Linked DNA regions of Mus musculus: all the other regions are linked to region 1. Evidence: chromatin contacts called from public Hi-C, HiChIP or PLAC-seq and capture Hi-C data. All regions are on one chromosome and are shown on one strand. The core of a region is the stretch at or near the end of the contact, and the rest is flanking DNA. Distances in the headings are between cores, read along the strand shown. Region 1 has its middle 37 kb from the start of Alg2. Region 2 holds the start of Erp44 (endoplasmic reticulum protein 44). Region 3 has its middle 16 kb from the start of Stx17. Region 4 has its middle 33 kb from the start of Gm52735.

Region 1 (4,172 bases), core at 658-3,157:
TTCAAAATTGAAATCACAGCAGTCCAGCTGCATAGAGGCTAATGGTAGGTTTAGGGCGTGGGATGGGAGGCATGGTTCAGTAAAACTACTAGATAAAAGAGGATTTGATGTAGTCAGAATTTTCTGAGTGTTCCTTTCTGGTTCTGTGCTTGAATCCATTCCATCCTAGTAGCAGAGGCAGAGTGACACCTGGTAAAATGTCTTGCACATAACCAGGGCTCCTGGAAAACATGGGGGAAGGAACCATGAATTCTGCTGCTTGGGAGGAGGCTCAGTACGTCTAAGCAAGGTGACACTAGGCATAGCATTACATTGTCCTGTGACTTGGGGAAGTCTCAGATTGCTGTCCCTTCTATTCCTCCCTAGATTACCAAGAGGGTCACTTCTCAGTGCCCAGTTCTAACTACAAATTGAAGCTGATAATGTGACCCCATGTCTCAAGATAGCTATGAAGGCGATTACAGCCTTGTGAGTGTACAGCACATAACCAAGAGCCAGGCACAGGCTTTGAAGCCAGTACATGCAGCTCTAAGGGCCTGGATGCCTGCTGTCAAGCTTTGTCAACAGGCAAAACGCAACTGTGATGCCTCCAAGGAGAATGTGGCAGGAACCCACCTCCCTTTAGAAAGTCACCTGGGGCAGGTTGCTAATGTCAGAATTGTGGGGGTAGCGGAGGCGACTCCACCTTGAGTCGCAGCAGCAAAGGAAGCAGGGGGAGGGGAGGATCCTGGGTAGAGTAGGGAGAGGACCACAGGTCCACAAGGGAGAGAACGGGTGAGCCACAGGCACAACAGAAACAGCTTCACTCTCCAACCTATTGCTGCTTCTTGGACTCCACACTTAAGGATGGGGACAACTGGTGGAATCGATTTATAGACATGTTGATTTACAGATAAACACATGGCGCTTCTTGGCTTGGTTTGTTTTAGAGAAGAAAGACGACTCTGAGAACATAGCTCAATGGTAGAGTAATTACTGAGCATGTGCAAGGCCCTGGTTTCTATCTCCAGCCCTGGAGAGACAGAGACGTGTGTGTGTGTGTGTGTGTGTGTGTGTGTGTGTGTGTGTGTGTGTGTGTGTGCGTGCGTGTGTCTGAGAGAGACAGAGAACACAGAGATATTCTGAATATGATTCTGTTCATCTATATTAAATAAGAGGCTTAAATGTGTGGTTAATGAGACATAGTAAGAGAAAATAAAGACATGAGAAATTGCATGCACTCTATGTCCCTAGAGAACTTCCTTGTCACGATGCTTAGCTGCTCCTCACTTCATCTGCCTCACGTTAGCCTCAGGATCACCGGGTGGGGTCCCACAGCAAGCGATACCATCACATTTCATCATGAAGGCCCAAAGGCTGAGAGCATCAGACCAGGCATCTGAATCCAGTTCTGTCTGCCTAAACCAAGCATCCTCGCACCAAACAAGATATTCCTACACGTTAAAGGCTTGAAAAGCTCTGGAGGTAGAGGAAGGTCTCACCATCCCTCCCTGATCGCCTTCCAAACGCCAGGCGAGAGGGTTGTAGGGTTGAGCTGGCTCTGGGAACCAACGATGTATGTGCAGCTTTCGCCCCCTGGTGGCTGATATGCGAAGTGCTCGACAGTGGAAGAACAAAGGCTGCTAGCGTCCTTCCCTACCGCCCCCCCCCCAACCCCCGCCCCGGAATGGGGGTTGGGGTCCTGGACTTGGCTCTAGCGGCACGATAGACTAATGAGCTGTACATCTGCTCAGGAGGCAGCTGTTGAGTGCCTGACGGAAGGGTCGAGCCTGAAGGAATGAAATGAAAATTTGATTTATGTCGCTTGTTTTGGCAAGCTTTTGGGAAATGACCAGCCAGCAGCGCTGCCCCAGCACTCATGAGGGGTGAAGGGTGAGCGAGTGTCTCCTTGTCGCTCCACCTCACCCTTCAGCTGTCAACGAAGTCGTCCGTGGGGAACTGACTCTTATGCCCCTCCTCCAGGCAGCTGGCTTGTCCCGCCTTTGCTGGAGATGGGGGCGGGGGGCCTTCTGGTTCATCTCTGCTCTGTCTGAAGGGGGCGGGGGGTGCAGCTTCTTATACTTGTTTGAACATACATGTAAGTGTCCTCAGCTCTAGGCATCTGCCAGCTCCAAGCATTCAAAGGGGTCAAAGGGTGTGTCAGCTGAGAGGATGGCCACGCCCGCTATATTTTCAGAGCAGCGGCAATCTCCATGAGGATCGGGCTCCTTTGAGAAAGGTGGCTCCTTAACGCCAGGTCTCCTGGCACTGTGTGGCAGGTGTATGAATGAGGCCACAGGGAAGCTGGGCACCGTGCTCCAGAGCTTGCTTCTCTGCCTGCCTGTCCAATGTTCCCCTCTCCCAGGAGTATTATGGGAAACACCAGTCCAGCGTGTCTTCTCTAGGGCTGGGCTTCCAAGAGAATCAGCCCCGGGGAAGCTCCCTGCTCGTACAGCCTGCCGGAGTGGGAACACTGCCATCCTCCCTCCCTCTGCCCTGCCCCTTAGGGTGCTTCACATATACTTTCTCTGTATTTCATACTACCTTATTGAAAAGGGGAGACATATGTCTCCTGAGAGGCTTTACCTAGGAGCAGATGGAAGCAGACACAAGCATCAGGTGGCCTGTGGGGAGTCCTGTGGAAGAGTAGGGGATAGGATTAAGCCAGCCGGAGTGGTCAAAGACACCACAACTAACCTGGGCCTGTGGGGGTTCACAGAGACCGAACCACTAACCAGTGGGCTGGACCTAGATTCCCTATACACTTGTAGCAGATGTGCAGCTTGGTTTTCATGTGGGTCCCCTAACAACTGAGCTGTCTGACCCTGTGGCTGCCATTGGATCCCCTTCCTCTACTTGGACTGCCTGGTTGGTCCTCAGGAAAAGGGGTGTGTAGTCCATCTAGGACTGGATGTCTCAGGGTGGGGTGGTACCCCAGGGGGCTTTACTTTCTCTAAGGAGAAGATGAGGGAGTAATGGGGGAGAGGGATTTGTAAGGGTGAGACTGGGGGGAGTGGAGGAAGGGGGTTGATCAGGATGCAAAGTGAATAAATAAATTAATAAGAAAGAGAGATTAAAGTGAGTGGCACAGTTGCTTTCTGGCCTTCATGAGGAAAACCTGGGAAGTGAGCTTTGTCTGTCATGTGTGCTTCGCAAAAGCCAAGCTCCTGTCTATGAAAACCACTTAGGAGGTAGGAGATACCTGAGACCAACTTGGAACTCTCAGCTGTCCCCCTGCCTCAGTCTCCCCAGTGCTGGGATTACAGGTGTGAGTCACCACCCCTGGCGGAAGCATGCTTTTCTGCACATGTCCTTCCCATAGACTCCCTCTCCCTGAGGTCATCAAACCATTTATGAGAGGGAAAATGACACGACCTCAGGTTATATTTCCCCTTGAGTGTTTATATTGAATGAGTGAACTAATTAATAACTAGGATTTCTGCATAGATTCGTAATAGGGAAGCAACAATCCACCACTGAAATGTGCATGACGGTGGGGAGCCACTGTCCAGGCAGAGCTGGTGACGCGTGAGGGACTCATACATCCCCAGAGACCCGGAAGACCTTCGTGCCAAACCGGGACCATTTACTATTTCCATTAATGGCTTGAAGGATGGAAGGGAGCCTCAGCTAATCACATTTCTGCAAGCGCTGAAGCTGGAAGGGATCTTTGCCACTTCGGAGGCCCAGATTAAAATGGGATCGAGGCTTGACGAATTGCAGAGATGGCCCTAAATCAATAAACAGAGCAGCAATAAAGATAAATGCCAGCTGTGTGAACGGGGCTGGAGAAATGATCGGCGAGCGAGCGGCGGGGAGAGAAATGAGTTTTGAGGGGCCCAGGAGGAAGAGCCTGGTTGGGAATTGATCGAGCCATCGTGGTGTTGGTAAGGTGGAGGCTGGGTTCTGCCACCCAGTGGACCCCAAACTTTAGAGAGGCGGAAAGCGACTCTGAGAGCTTAGCAAAATGTTTAAGTCAGAGCTTGGCCTGAGAGGGTGACTCAGCGATTCTGGATCCACGAGGAGAAGATTCCGGCGTAGGTGGACCATACACGATGCTTTTGGGAAAGCAAGATGGCAGAAAGCAATTGACTCCATCACTGTCTCACACGGTTTCCTCCCTGTGACGCCTACCCTCAGGGATTCTCTGAGTTCTAGCATTGGATAAGCTTGGAGATAATCTCCTTAGAGGA
Region 2 (4,172 bases), core at 706-3,205, 840 kb before region 1:
GTAGAGTGCCAACTATTCTAGGTACTGTTCTGAATTCTAAAACATCATTGTGGATCCAACGTGAACAGAGTTTTAGGCCTGCTAGACCACAAAAAAACCTTACTTGCTACTTTGAAAAATGTTAAAATAGTTATTTCTATTTCTTTAATAATTATATTGCTTAACCACAATTCTAGCAGTCAGCACAGTAATAGGTATTCAGCTGGTGCTAAGTGAAAGCTATGAAATGTCATGGGTGAGTCTCAAGTCCAAAGGGTAAATCAGACCAAAGTTTAGCTTCAGGGAATAATGAGTTCTGTTCTTTTCTTCCTTCCTTTCTTTTCTTTCTTTTCTCTCCCTTTATTTTTTGAAAGATAGGGTCTTGAAATTCAAAGACTAGGTTGCCTGGGAATTTATTATGTAGCCCACACTGGCCTTAAACTCCTGATCCTTCCATCTCAACCTCTCAAGTGCTGGGAGGACAAGCATATACCACCATAACCAATCCTACTGTTTATCAATTTCTTATTTTAATGAAACTTGGGTTTGGTCAGAGAACATGATGAATGTTACATTGATAAGGCCACTGCCTTAGGAAATAGTGGGTTTAAGTATTGGCTCCACTACACTTTAATTTTGTCTCCCTGGGAAAGCCATTCCTCTAGGTGCTGTTGCTAGTTCTTCATCATTTTCTTCTTCTTCTTCTTCTTCTTCTTCTTCTTCTTCTTCTTCTTCTTCTTCTTCTTTCTCCTCCTCCTCCTCTTCCTCCTCCTCCTTCTTCTCCTTTAGCAGAGATGCTCATTTCCTTGTTGTCCCCACCCCAATAAATAATTTTTTATAGAAAGAAATCAAAGCCACTTTGTTAGTGCTTTAAAATGTATCATCATCATTAAATAATTATAAAATAAGCCTGTGCAATAAACACTCTAATTACTGCTATGCAAACGTAGTGGTGCTGAGCTCACACACAGAAAAAAGAAATTCTGCTTAGGAAGAAAGATTTGGTGACTGTGACAGATGTCAGGGGAATCAAATGTCAGAAGTGGTGACACTTGAGATGGCAAGCCAGAAAGAAAAAGGGTAAGGCCACTTCAGGCAGCAGGAAGGCTGAAGCAAAGAACTGGAGTAGGGAGAATCACAAATGAAGAATGCCTCCTAAGTAGTGATGATGTGGCTAACTTTCCAGGCACGTGGATCTAGCTGGATGTTCACAGAAGATTCTGGAAAGCTACCATACACCAAGTTAAAATCCTTTATTACTTGGTTACTTCGTAATTGTACTGTAAGAAGTGGTCACGGCCACTTGGGCACTGCGCTTTACAGTTTACAGCATGCTTTCCCATCCCTGTTCTCTTCGTTTCACGGACCCTCTGAAACAACCCTGGGTAAGTGATTGACCGAAGCCCCAGTGGTGATTCTCCTTATATAACGGAGGAAGTAGCACAGAAAGAAGAGGCAGCAGCTTGGAGGCCAGGGATGGAGGCTCAGGCCACACCTCAGATCAGGCGGGCCAAGAAAACGCAGCAGCAGCCCGGGGCGGTGCTCTCCATCCTACCCGAGCCGCCGATGCTGGACCGCTTCCTACTCACCCCTGACTCCAAGAATGGCGTCCCGGGGCCGCCCCAGGAGGCACAACCCTCACGGGGCCGCCCCTACCGCCAAGCCAGGCCACTGCGCCCACAGGAACAGACCCCAGGACACTAGAGCCCGGGAGCTCTGAAGAAGTAGCCTGGGGCTCCAGGCTGCACAGCCCTCTGGGAATTGTAGTTCCCGTCCCGGAGGCACAGAGGTACGCGGTCCCTTCCAATCCCGAAGAGCCCCGCGCACAGATGGCTTGGCCGTCGTGGGCACAGGGCTTACTGGGAAAGAGAGTCCCAGCTCTCCGATGACATGGTCAATGAAACTACAGTATGGACTACATTTCCCGACGTGCTTCGAGATGGGCAGGACCCGGAAGTGAGGGCGTGAGAGGCCTCTCTGGAAGTTGTCCCGGGTGTTCGCCGCTGGAGCTCCGGGTCGAGAGGACGAGGTGCCGCTGCCGCCGGCCCCGGAGCCCAGCCCTTTTCTAGCCCGGTCCAGTCCCAGCCGCCACCTCCTGACCCCGCCGTCGACCCCGTCGTTACCATGAATCCTGCGGTCTTCCTGTCTTTAGCAGACCTCAGATGCTCCTTGCTGCTCCTGGTGAGTGTATGTCGGGGTGACAAACCCTCCGACTGTGTCCCTGAACGCCTCCCGCCCTCCGCGAGGGGGAACGGTGCAGCCCCCTGCTTGCCTCGACTCTCCTCCGCTGGCGAGGCGTGCACCCCCGGGCACTACCTTCACTTTGGCCGTTCTTTTGGCTCCTTAAGCCTGCGGTCCACAAGGCCTGCGAAAGCACAGTCAGGGCTTGGAACCTGCAAATAGGAGAATTCGCCTTGGGGGGAGTGAGTGATCCGTGGGAGGGAGGTCACCGCTGAGGCCCCTGGAGTTCGTTTCAGTTTTGTGGACGTTGAGGACCTGCTTGGGGCACCAGAATCCTAAGGGACCTAGGGTACACCTAATGTTTTCTCCCACATGGAGGGGCGTTAGAAGCCGACAGGTGTTGGGGTCGTGTGAATCTCTCTCTGGATCCTTGAAACCGGCTGGCAAAGCCCTCTGTTGTGGCTTAATGTGATTGGTTGGAAACCCGGAACTGGAGTCTGGTTTGGTGTCGACTGGGAGAATAGGAATTTGAAAAGGTGGAGGATGTGATTATCTGACAGGCTCTGCTAGAGCCTCCTGCTAGCCTTGTTGCAACCTCTGCACCCTAGAAGCATACATAAATCTTGGTCAGTGCTCTGAACTGGAGAATAACCAGCTCTCCTGCATACCTAGGTGCTTGGTACTTCCCTGCCTGCCCAACACCATCCCATCTTAGAAAAGAATCTTCCCCCAGTTCTTCTTCTGAAGTCTATCTTGAGTATGCAACTTACTTGGCCTCTTCTTAAGGTCAAATTGAGACAAAAACTGAAGGTCTAACTCCATATGTGAACATGAGAGGAATTTAATTGGACCGTAATGACAGCATTTGAGAATACTTGAATTGTGGTAGATTCTTAGAAAGCTAAGATTAGCATCATTGAATATAAATTACTTTCTTCACAGCTTAAGAATAATAATTAACTTGCAAGAAGCTGTGTAGTTGGTTACAGGCGAAACTGAGTCTAGAAATAGATTTCTTAATTTGTAGTGTGTATTCCCCCGTATCACATAAAAAGTTTAATGTCTGCACTTAAAATACTTTTCATTCTCATTATGGCTTGAAAGCCATTTTTTAAAAAGCTATATATAATACTCTGCTTTTTTCAAAATAAAGTAGTGTAAACTAAATGAAATGAAAATAGTTCTGAAGGCTACAGTTGTGTATAAACGAGGCCACATATGTCTTCTTAGCACTTGTAAGTATATAGCAGTAAATTACTTCTATATAGAGGATCTCTCTCTCTCTCTTCTCTCTCTCTGTCTGTCTCTGTCACTCTCTGTCTCTCTGTCTCTCCCTCCCTCCTCTCTCTCTCTCTCTCTCTCTCTCTCTCTCTCTGTGTGTGTGTGTGTGTATGTGTGTTATTATGTACTGTGGCACCTTCTAGAACTGTTGCATTAATAAGAGGCCATATACTTCTTAAGGATACTAATTACTAATCTTTTCCTCAGCCTTAAAAAGAGTTGTCTGTTAGAAATTATTTTTAGGTGACTGAGAAGTTCAAAGATCAACATTCTTAAGAAATTGAAACATTGAAACATTTCTGTAGGAAAATGTCACTAGAGCTAAGTTTAAGAAGAGTGAGGTCCAGGGCAGCCAAGGCTATACAGAGAAACCCTGTCTCAAAAACCAACAAACAAAACCAAACAGAATGAGGACATTTATTTCTAAGTAACACAGACTTTTTCTAGAGAATTTATCAACCCTGTTAAATACCTAAGTGAAGATTTCTTCTCCAATAAAGCCTACATTTTCCTAAAGTCTAGTTAAAAACACATTGTGTGTTTGTCTTTCCAAGCAAAGATAGATGATAGGACCAGAAGAAGCCCAGAAGCCATTTCAGAGAACTCCTGTGAAGATGAATGGTCTGAAAGCAAAGCCTCAGAAGTTCTCATAAACCAGAAGCACAAGTCAAGTTAGCGCCCATGTGAGCATAGTATTTGCTTACTTAGTTCTAATCATTTTAAACTCGTCT
Region 3 (4,172 bases), core at 811-3,310, 670 kb before region 1:
TCCATTCGCTTCAGAAGGAAATGAAAATCAAGTTGAAATTGAGTCTAAAACACCAGAATCAGAAAACTCCATTAACTCAAGCCCAGATAAGGAAACAAAAGAGGGCTTTAATCTGTCTTGTTCCTTATGGAGACAAGCACATGGAGCTGGATCAGAGACAAAGCTATTAAAGACTTATGTGCTGCTGGCTCTCCTTGCGCTCAGTGTATGCTTATGTGCAGCAGACTTCTGGTAATAATTGGTTTTCTGTGTAGCTCTGTCCATAGATGAAAACTTTCTTTATCAGAGGATCCAAGTGCCACTCACATGAACAACAGATGTGCTTCCTGTTTTGTGTATCAGAACCTACTAGTGCGTATCACAGCAAGTAGGGCGGTGTCTTATGTCAGTAAATCTGGTTCCTATGGTATAGACTCTGGAATCATGCCAGGCCTCCTTCAAGGCCTCTTTAGAGACTCCAAACCCTTCTCCCCAGTTACTCTGACTACATCACTGGGCTAGGTGTCCATAAACTCCTACTTGGTGAAGACCTGTCCACCTTTTGGTTTGTGAGGCCAGTCATTAACAGTAATCCCTAAGAAGCAGTTACTGACCACAGTGTGCCTTCTCTTTCTAAGAGCAAAACCTGGACTCCTCCTACCTGCTGACACCTGTGACTCTTCTGAAATTCTGCTCAGAACAAAGACCGTTGTTTCCGCTCTAAGTGTATGACACGAAAATCCATTTTTACGCGACACAATGAAATATGCAGCTGTGTAGAAAGCTTCTGGAATAAAGAGAGATCACAATAGACCCCTCTCCAGACCTCTTAGGGATTCTTGAAACTGTGGCTTCTAATTTGAGAGTTTGATACATGTTCCAAAGACTGAATCCTGGACCTTTTAAAACAACCAGGGAAAAGGATTGAAAAGCGCCTAAATGCTTCTATACCAATTTTTAAAGATGCTTGCAAAACATAATTATTGAAAAAATCCTATTTGGAGCCATGTCGTGATTAAGAATGCACCTGAAAATGAAGTTGCTTGGCAATTTTGAGTTATTCCCCAACTTAAAAAATCCATTTGATGGACCTTAAAATGATTTTGTATTTAAAAAGTATGCATCTCTATCCAGGTTGACAGCTTAAGTACTAGGCTCTGTCCAGATAGAATCTGAAGTGAACTAAGGCAGAGCTTTTCAAGTACGAGCAAATTGGACCTGCCATTCGAATCACCGCCGTGTCTGCAGGCAAGGCTCCATTAGCTTTTGTACTCCCATCTGACCCAGGAGCTGCCTCAGACTCACAGACAGCCACTGTGGATCACCCAACAAGTGCAGGGGAAAGCCAGCCAAGGTTCCTAGCACTCTGTCAGTTGGTCATTCTGGGTAGAACGGAGAAGTAAAACAAACCAATGAAGTCCACACAAGAAAACAAGCTTCCACGATGAATAACCAATCCTAATTATGGGATAATGAATTTTTTTCCCACTGAAGGAGATTATTGACTGAGACAAAATATTTGTTGTGAGTGTGTACAAACAACGTGAGTGTAACTGCTTCTCTGTCTATACGCTGACTCACAATAACCCGAGCACCATGGCTTCATGTATTGATACATCACTGTCAGTTTTCTCAAGAGTTCTTGCTTTACAACTCTTCTTTGTTTGCTGCTGCCTGAATGTGGTTGGGCTTCCGGTTTTGTGGAATTGGTGTTTCTACAGCACTCGACCTTACTTCGCTTCAGATTCTATTTGGACAGAGCCTAGTACTTATTTCTTTAGATCTTAGATCTTCTTAAGATTCCAATTTGGCTTATGCTGCTCCCTCTCTGAACCTAGCTATCTCAGTCCTTGCTCTTGCGTACCTAGTTTTCAGCAGAGTGCACAGGGCTACTTAGCTTTTTCTCTCTGTCTACAAGAGTGTAAGGGGTTGGAGCAGGGTGAGGGGAGATGTGGGTTTATACACAGCTTAGAAAACTGCATCACTAAATGAGATGGGGCACGAGGAACAGGAGAGTGAGAGGGGTAGAAAAGGAAATGGGGTTGGGAGGTGGGGGTGAGGAGAGAAAAATAGCTGAACATAAACAAAGGCAATAAGGAAGTAATAGATTTTCAGTTCCCTATTGACCATCCTAAAGGCTGAAGTAGATTCTCATTGGGTGTTTACTTCCCTGCCAAGGATTTTATCTCAGCTCTCAGATTTTGCTGCCACCTGGTGCTAGAATGTTCCAAGAGTTGATGGCAAAATAGTTTGACAAACTCAGAAGACTCTAGGTCCCGAGACAACATAAAATGAAGACAATGGATACTTAGTATATAAATAAAAGACAGAACATCAAAAAAAAAAAAAAAAAAAAACTGGTGGGCTGGTGAGATGGCTCAGCAGGTAAGAGCACTGGCTGCTCTTCCAAAGGTCATGAGTTCAAATCCTAACAACCATATGGTGGCTCACAACCATCCGTAACGAGATCTGACGCCCTTTTCTGGAGTGTCTGAAGTCAGCTACAGTGTACTTACATATTAATAAATAAATAAATAAAAGAAAATTACCCATTCTTTAAAAAAAAAAACTAGCTTAACATAATAAACAATGAATGTGGTAAACCCATTATAACACCTTTATAACAGGCATTAATGGAAATCATCATATGATTTTGAGATATCAGCATCACCAGGGTCTACGAACCATATTCTCCCCCATTTGAGCCGGCACAGTCAAGTATGTCAGAACACTCCATGTTTGTACACACTCACAACAAATATTTTGTCTCAGTCAATAATCTCCTTCAGTGGGAAAAAAATTCATTATCCCATAATTAGGATTGGTTATTCATCGTGGAAACTTGTTTTCTTGTGTGGACTTCATTGGTTTGTCTTACTTCTCTCTGTTCTCCATCCTGCCTCCATGGTTCCTGGAAGCAGGGTCTGCTTCCATTGTTTCTCAAATTCCCAACATGGTTTGTACCTATTCCAATCTATCTGTTGGGAATTTTTTCCCCTTACCTATCACCCAGATTAATTTCCCTAGTCTAATTTTGTTGTTGTTGATATTGAGACAGGATCTTGCTGTTTAGTCCAGTCCGGTCTAGAATTTATGATTCTCCTGCTTCAGCTTCTTGAGTGATAGGATTATAGGTGTACACCCCTAACCCATCCCAACTGATCTTCCAAAGAAATGCTGTGCTATTAGGCTCGCAAACAGAGCAGGACTTCTATGACTCTGCATTTATTTTAGCTGTTGAGGGATGTGAAAAGAATTCCCCAAGGTCCAGATAAGACAAAGGTTCAGTAATAATATCATTCATCTGAGGAAGATTGAATTTCCACAGTTGACCAAAAGGATTATCCTCACAAAATCTGCTCTTCTTACAATGTGACTGACTCTCCTTCCATGGAAAAGTGGAATCTGTGTTCCCTCTCATGATGTCTTAATGGGCCATGACTTTGGAGGATGTTATGTGACTTTCGAGGTCAGATGAGAAATAACTGTTCTGCTTGTCTGTTATGAAATTCTTTTAGAACATGGCCATGGAACAGCTACAAAGAGATTTAAATTAGCTCACGCAGGGGCATCTTATCGAGAGGTCACTTGTATTTCTTCCAGCCAACAAACTCAACGAGGTCCCCACCAAGCCAGGATCAACCATAGACAGCCCTCCAGCTGATATGATCCAAGCCATTGAGCCCCCTATTCAGCCCCAGCCTTCATGCCTTCACGGCTGAGTCTCAGCCATCAGAGAGCAGAAGTGAGTCATCCCTGCGGTGAGGTTCAAACTTCTGGTGCACAAACTGAATATAATAAAGTGTTGGTTTATCCCACTGAAGTTTTAATGTAACTTTTAGGTAGACACAGCCATGGACATTGTCTTCTTTTTGGTGTGTTACCCACAAATTGTGAGGAAATAAAGTAGCTCAAATTTCAGCTCCTCTATTCCTTTGATGTAAGTTCCTTGCCATGGGTAGCATCTCCCTCAAACAGTTTGAGCCCTTTCCACCCGTTCGATTCTTGAGTTTGACTTCCGGCATCCCAGAACTCTCACCATTAATCAAGCATGGTTTCTCTGCTTCTCTCAGGAGATCTGGGACTTCCTTGCAAACATTTCTGTCTTGTCATTTGGAATGTTTCTCACTATTTATCATTGGCCATTCATGCTACCATCTGCCCCTGGACGTTACATCTTGCCTACAAGTAAT
Region 4 (4,172 bases), core at 1,103-3,602, 560 kb before region 1:
TTTTGCCCTCTAGGGACCAAGGAAGGTGTCTACCCTCTGTATATGGATATTGTGTGGAGTTTCATCTGTAAACTTTAGTCTCCATCTTGGAGCCACAGAGAAGACCCCACCCTGACACACACACACACACACACACACACACACACACACACACACACACACACACACACTTGACTGTGCTTGCCTCTCTGTCAATGTTCATTCAGTGTTATGGGATGGGATGACTTTTGTGTTTGTTTGATTTTGTTTTAACCTGTCAATTCCTATTCTTAAAATGGTCATAGAAAATAATGTTTCATAAAAATAATATCAAGCTCTGTTCATTTTAAGTATTGACTGGTTTCCCAGGAAATATTTGATTGTCCTGCTAGATGCTGTAAAAGCAGTAAGACTTTATCTTTGTATTGTTCGCTATAATAAAGATTTATTCTGTAAGTAAAATCACAGCCTTCAGATGTGTTGTATATAATCAAAGCTCTGGCTTTGATTACATGGGGAGCTAAGGGGGGGGCACTTTGGAGTCAAAATGTTGCAGGCTGCAATCAGCAGCTATGTGAGACTGGAAGTACCTTTCCATCTTCCCCACAGGTAGGACAGAAATGATGCTTCTCACTGGTCTCAGAAGTTGTCGCGCACCATTGAATAATGTGTGATGCTGGGCCAGAGGCAGTATACAGTAGGGTTGGCTGCTTTTTCATCCCTCTATGATATAGATTAATGTCCTACTACAACATGTCAAGATCGGACAGGGGGAGGCCAGGCCAGGGCATTCTACCAGATAGAAAGAGCACATATCAATGGCCTTTGCAGGAAAGGGTTCAGGTTGTGAAGATTCAGCAGAAGTTAGTAATTCTAAGTAAGAGACAAGGAGGCACAAGCTCCGAGATTGAGGTCAAAGATTGTCACTGACAAAAGATTAGTATAGTAAAGTACGGCTGAAGCTTGGACCTGGGAGGTGAGGTCCACAATCATCTAGAGGGTGCCTGTCGAGACATAGGATTGCAGGTTGGAATGCAGGAGCACCTCTGACCACAGCACCACCACAGGGAGGAAGGATGAGAGGCCGCTCCCTACAGCTTCCGTCTGACCACAAGTCTCACTCTATCTCCTTTCTACTGATCTTGGCAGGGATGATGTATAATTAAGTATTGTTTGAAAAAAAAGTATTGTTAGTTGGGTAAGCAAAAAAAAAAGTCTTATTCATATTAGTCTTTTCGTTTTGGGTAAGTGGGATTTAACACGTTTCTGTGTTTGTGAATGGCACTGCTACATTGGTGCAGTATTTACTTATGTCATTCATAGCTTGTTTATAAGTCTGTGCATTCTCTGGCCATATTGATTCTTTGTCAGTTATGTTTACTCTATCTCATCCCATTTGTATTTGTCTTTTGCATTTTGATTCTTTTGTCTTCTACTTTAAAAACTTGCATAAAATCTAAGATTACTTATCATGATCTTTCCCCCCATTGTACATTTTTTGCCATGATTTTTATATTTTATTGTAGGCATGGAAAAGCTTGCTGGGTATCTCGGACTCTGCTATCCTCCTGAAACTCATTTGTGAATCCCAGACACATGTGCACACAGGCCTCCTTATTGTGTTCTATTTCCACAGCACACTGACTGAAGGTCTGCTCTGATCATGTATGAAACTCATGTGTGATGGACGGTGGCTATGGATAACTTCCATGACTGATTTCAAGAACACCAAAGTTCAGTGCTCCGGGGTGTTGAAATGTGGATACTGAGTTTCTGGATTACGAATTTACCTATGGCATCTCTTTTAGGCATGCTGGTCATTTCCTGCAAATATAAACTCAGTTTTTCTTTAAGAGGTGAAAGTATAACACCGTGGGTGTTGAGAAGAAGCAATGGCTGCTCTGTTTAGTCTCATCAGTGTGACGAGCAAATTGAAGAGAGAGCTGCTTCTGCACCCTTTCTCGAGCTGTTCGCTGTTATCATGCTGCATTTGTTCTTACAAGTGGTGCAATGTCTGGGCTCCCCGTCCAATGGGCTGGTGGCTGCTAATTCAGCAAATTTGATTTTCCAAGTGAAAAATGTTGCCCTTATACCCAGTTTGTAATTCTTCTATTATCAGCTTCATCCATCACATAAGGGCAAGGGGCCAGAACTGTGAGATGGAACACCAGGACGCCTGTTAAGGATGTGTCTTCCTTAATTTCACTAATAGGTTTTTCTCTTCTCACTTTAACAATGATGTATCTGTCTACGCATGAGACTGTATTTAGCCAGCATGCATGTTCGAAATTAAGCCATTTCAGATCTGTGCTGGGAAGTCTCATTTCTCTAGACATTATTTATAAAGTAACTCCTTTCAGTCAAGCATGCTGGTCTCTGGACAAAGATCTTGCTTGCCCAGTGATACTCAATGTGACTTTTGTGGCTGTCATGCTGGTGGCTCAGCCTCACAGAAGAATGCCCCGACTAGCCTTTTTAGCTTTTGACCAACATAGCCAATCTCTGTCTAACGTAGATGACTCAGAGGAACCATTGACTGATTGCTAGAGAACAAAACATCATCAGTTAGTTTCAGAACTTTCTTTGAGCAAAGTTCAGGGATTTTTTTTTCCTTTTTTTTTTCTGCCAGCTCCTGGGTCTCCTGGTTTGACAGGCATGGAATGTTTGTCATCTTAAGTCACCAAAACGCTACACTTCTGATTTCATTCAACACAGCTAGGAATGCCAAGCCCATTGAGTTAACATGTCCAGCTGAGGCTCGATTCACAGATATTATGGAAAAAGGAGACTTATTAGAATCAATGGATCTAGAGTAGTTGAGGTTACAGAACAACCATGGAAGGTTTCTGTGAAAAACTGGCAGATTTTTGTGTTGCCTGGGGACCAGACATATCGAAGAAAGAGCTACACCTGGGCAGGCACCTAGGTATCTAAGGAGAATAGAAACTCATTTCTGGAGCTTTTACATTTTTAGGAATGGAGATATTTTTGATTCTGTTTGCTTCTGGAAAGTGGGTGTTTTCATTCTCTGTTTTGCTTGTTGGTACCAGGGTAGAGGTTTACTGGGCATCTTGCAACATTTGAAGATGATCAGTTGAAGTTGAGAGGTCCAGGTCTTGATGGTGACAGTAAGTTCCAACAGATAAACAGTTGAGTGGGGAGCCCATAGTTAAGTGCAGGAAATAAGGCTGTGAAGAAAGGGATGCAGAGGGTCAGCTAGCTCTCGGAATCAGGCAAGATGGCAGGGCTGTAGAGCTGGGCTTTGGTAAACAGAGACCTCATTCAGATCTTAATTTTTAAAAGAAAGGAGCAGCATGTATTATAAGACATAAGCACAAATGTAAACTAAAAGTTGGCATCTGGAGGTTTTAATTAATATAAGATAAAAGAAAAAGACATTATTAGTAATTTAAAAAATATTCCCTGTAAACTTTTCTCATTTAAATCTATGTATCTGTCTTAAGATTCCTCTCTCTCCCTCTCTCTTTCTCTCTCTCCCTGTGTATATGTAAACATATACACTAAAGACTATATATAACAAATCTATTCAGATGTATAAATATGTAGAGGAAAAGGGGAGGGAAGGGGAAGATAGATCCTGTTTTTCTGGAAATCAATAGTTTAATATATATATATTTTACAAAATTAGCTTGATTCCCTTCCCAATTGTGTGCTTTTATTTTGGGATTGCTATTTGCAATAAATGACTCAGAAACGGAAGTGAAAAATCAGTTTACAGTTTGACTAGAGATTTTTTTTTCCTGGTAGGGTTGTTGTAATTCTTACATAATTTGAGTACAAACCTCTCTGTGTTTATTAGATGTCTGCTGCTAGGTTTCTGTGTGAAACAGCCACACCAGCCCCCAACTTCCATGCCTCTGTAATTACATGTGAACTTGTAAGATCAGCAAGTACAGTGATTCATCACTCCAAGGTACTTTGCTAGAGGCAACATTGTTACAAGACTATTGTTCCTTGATGAATATATTTATTTTGAGCCTTAGTTAATTTTTTTTATTTTAAAAATAAGCTCTAGATCTCTATCTGTACTTATTATGTAAGGGATGATAAACACTAGAATGCATTTGCCTACTTTTAAGTTATTGCATCTGATAAAAACAAAGGCTACCAAATTCTTAGTGCTGTCTCTTTAGATGTATTGTTATCAACGTTACCACCGTTATCCGTATCAT

The links. Hi-C and Micro-C count contacts between places; a contact is called where the count stands out from the background. HiChIP or PLAC-seq counts read pairs in DNA pulled down with a chosen protein or histone mark. Capture Hi-C pulls out chosen DNA fragments and counts their contacts.
Region 2: a contact with region 1 is called in an H3K27ac HiChIP or PLAC-seq map of differentiating embryonic stem cells, with 6 times the contacts expected there. The contact joins the promoter of Erp44 here to the enhancer-like site in region 1. A contact is called at or near these places in 8 of 39 promoter capture datasets (the 3T3-L1 cell line, 3T3-L1-derived adipocytes, the C10 cell line and 5 more), 4 of 484 Hi-C or Micro-C datasets (cerebellar granule neurons, cerebral cortex, cortical neurons and 1 more), 19 of 115 datasets of contacts at active chromatin or transcription factors (the NIH/3T3 cell line, VIP interneurons, bone marrow-derived macrophages and 12 more) and 2 of 9 other capture datasets (embryonic stem cells and liver).
Region 3: a contact with region 1 is called in a capture Hi-C map of embryonic stem cells, with 7 times the contacts expected there. The contact joins two enhancer-like sites. A contact is called at or near these places in 1 of 15 datasets of contacts at CTCF or cohesin (large pre-B cells), 3 of 484 Hi-C or Micro-C datasets (the HL-1 cell line, cerebral cortex and mammary gland), 4 of 115 datasets of contacts at active chromatin or transcription factors (embryonic forebrain, embryonic stem cells, large pre-B cells and 1 more) and 1 of 9 other capture datasets (embryonic stem cells).
Region 4: a Hi-C map of the N1E-115 cell line shows a contact between it and region 1, with 5 times the contacts expected there. The contact joins two enhancer-like sites. A contact is called at or near these places in 1 of 15 datasets of contacts at CTCF or cohesin (pro-B cells), 1 of 484 Hi-C or Micro-C datasets (the N1E-115 cell line) and 4 of 115 datasets of contacts at active chromatin or transcription factors (embryonic stem cells and stem cell-derived neural progenitor cells).

The regions. Positions count from the first base shown.
Region 1 is chr4:47,435,591-47,439,762 of GRCm38.p6, reverse strand. No RefSeq gene overlaps it. Among named protein-coding and RNA genes, the nearest start is that of Alg2, 37 kb to the left of the region's middle. Within about 2 kb of position 1,907, at least 180 of the 459 cell types and tissues checked have an H3K27ac peak or open chromatin away from gene starts, as enhancers often do. A contact at or near this core is called in the N1E-115 cell line, the NIH/3T3 cell line, VIP interneurons and 13 more, where this site is marked.
Region 2 is chr4:48,277,372-48,281,543 of GRCm38.p6, reverse strand. Erp44 (endoplasmic reticulum protein 44) reads left to right here and starts at 1,955. Exons shown (of 12, transcript NM_029572.3): 1 at 1,955-2,160. The coding sequence starts at 2,104. Invs (inversin) reads right to left here and starts at 1,784. Exons shown (of 17, transcript NM_010569.4): 1 at 1,569-1,784.
Region 3 is chr4:48,106,724-48,110,895 of GRCm38.p6, reverse strand. No RefSeq gene overlaps it. Among named protein-coding and RNA genes, the nearest start is that of Stx17, 16 kb to the left of the region's middle. Within about 2 kb of position 2,060, at least 33 of the 459 cell types and tissues checked have an H3K27ac peak or open chromatin away from gene starts, as enhancers often do.
Region 4 is chr4:47,996,696-48,000,867 of GRCm38.p6, reverse strand. No RefSeq gene overlaps it. Among named protein-coding and RNA genes, the nearest start is that of Gm52735, 33 kb to the right of the region's middle. Within about 2 kb of position 2,352, at least 4 of the 459 cell types and tissues checked have an H3K27ac peak or open chromatin away from gene starts, as enhancers often do. A contact at or near this core is called in the N1E-115 cell line, where this site is marked.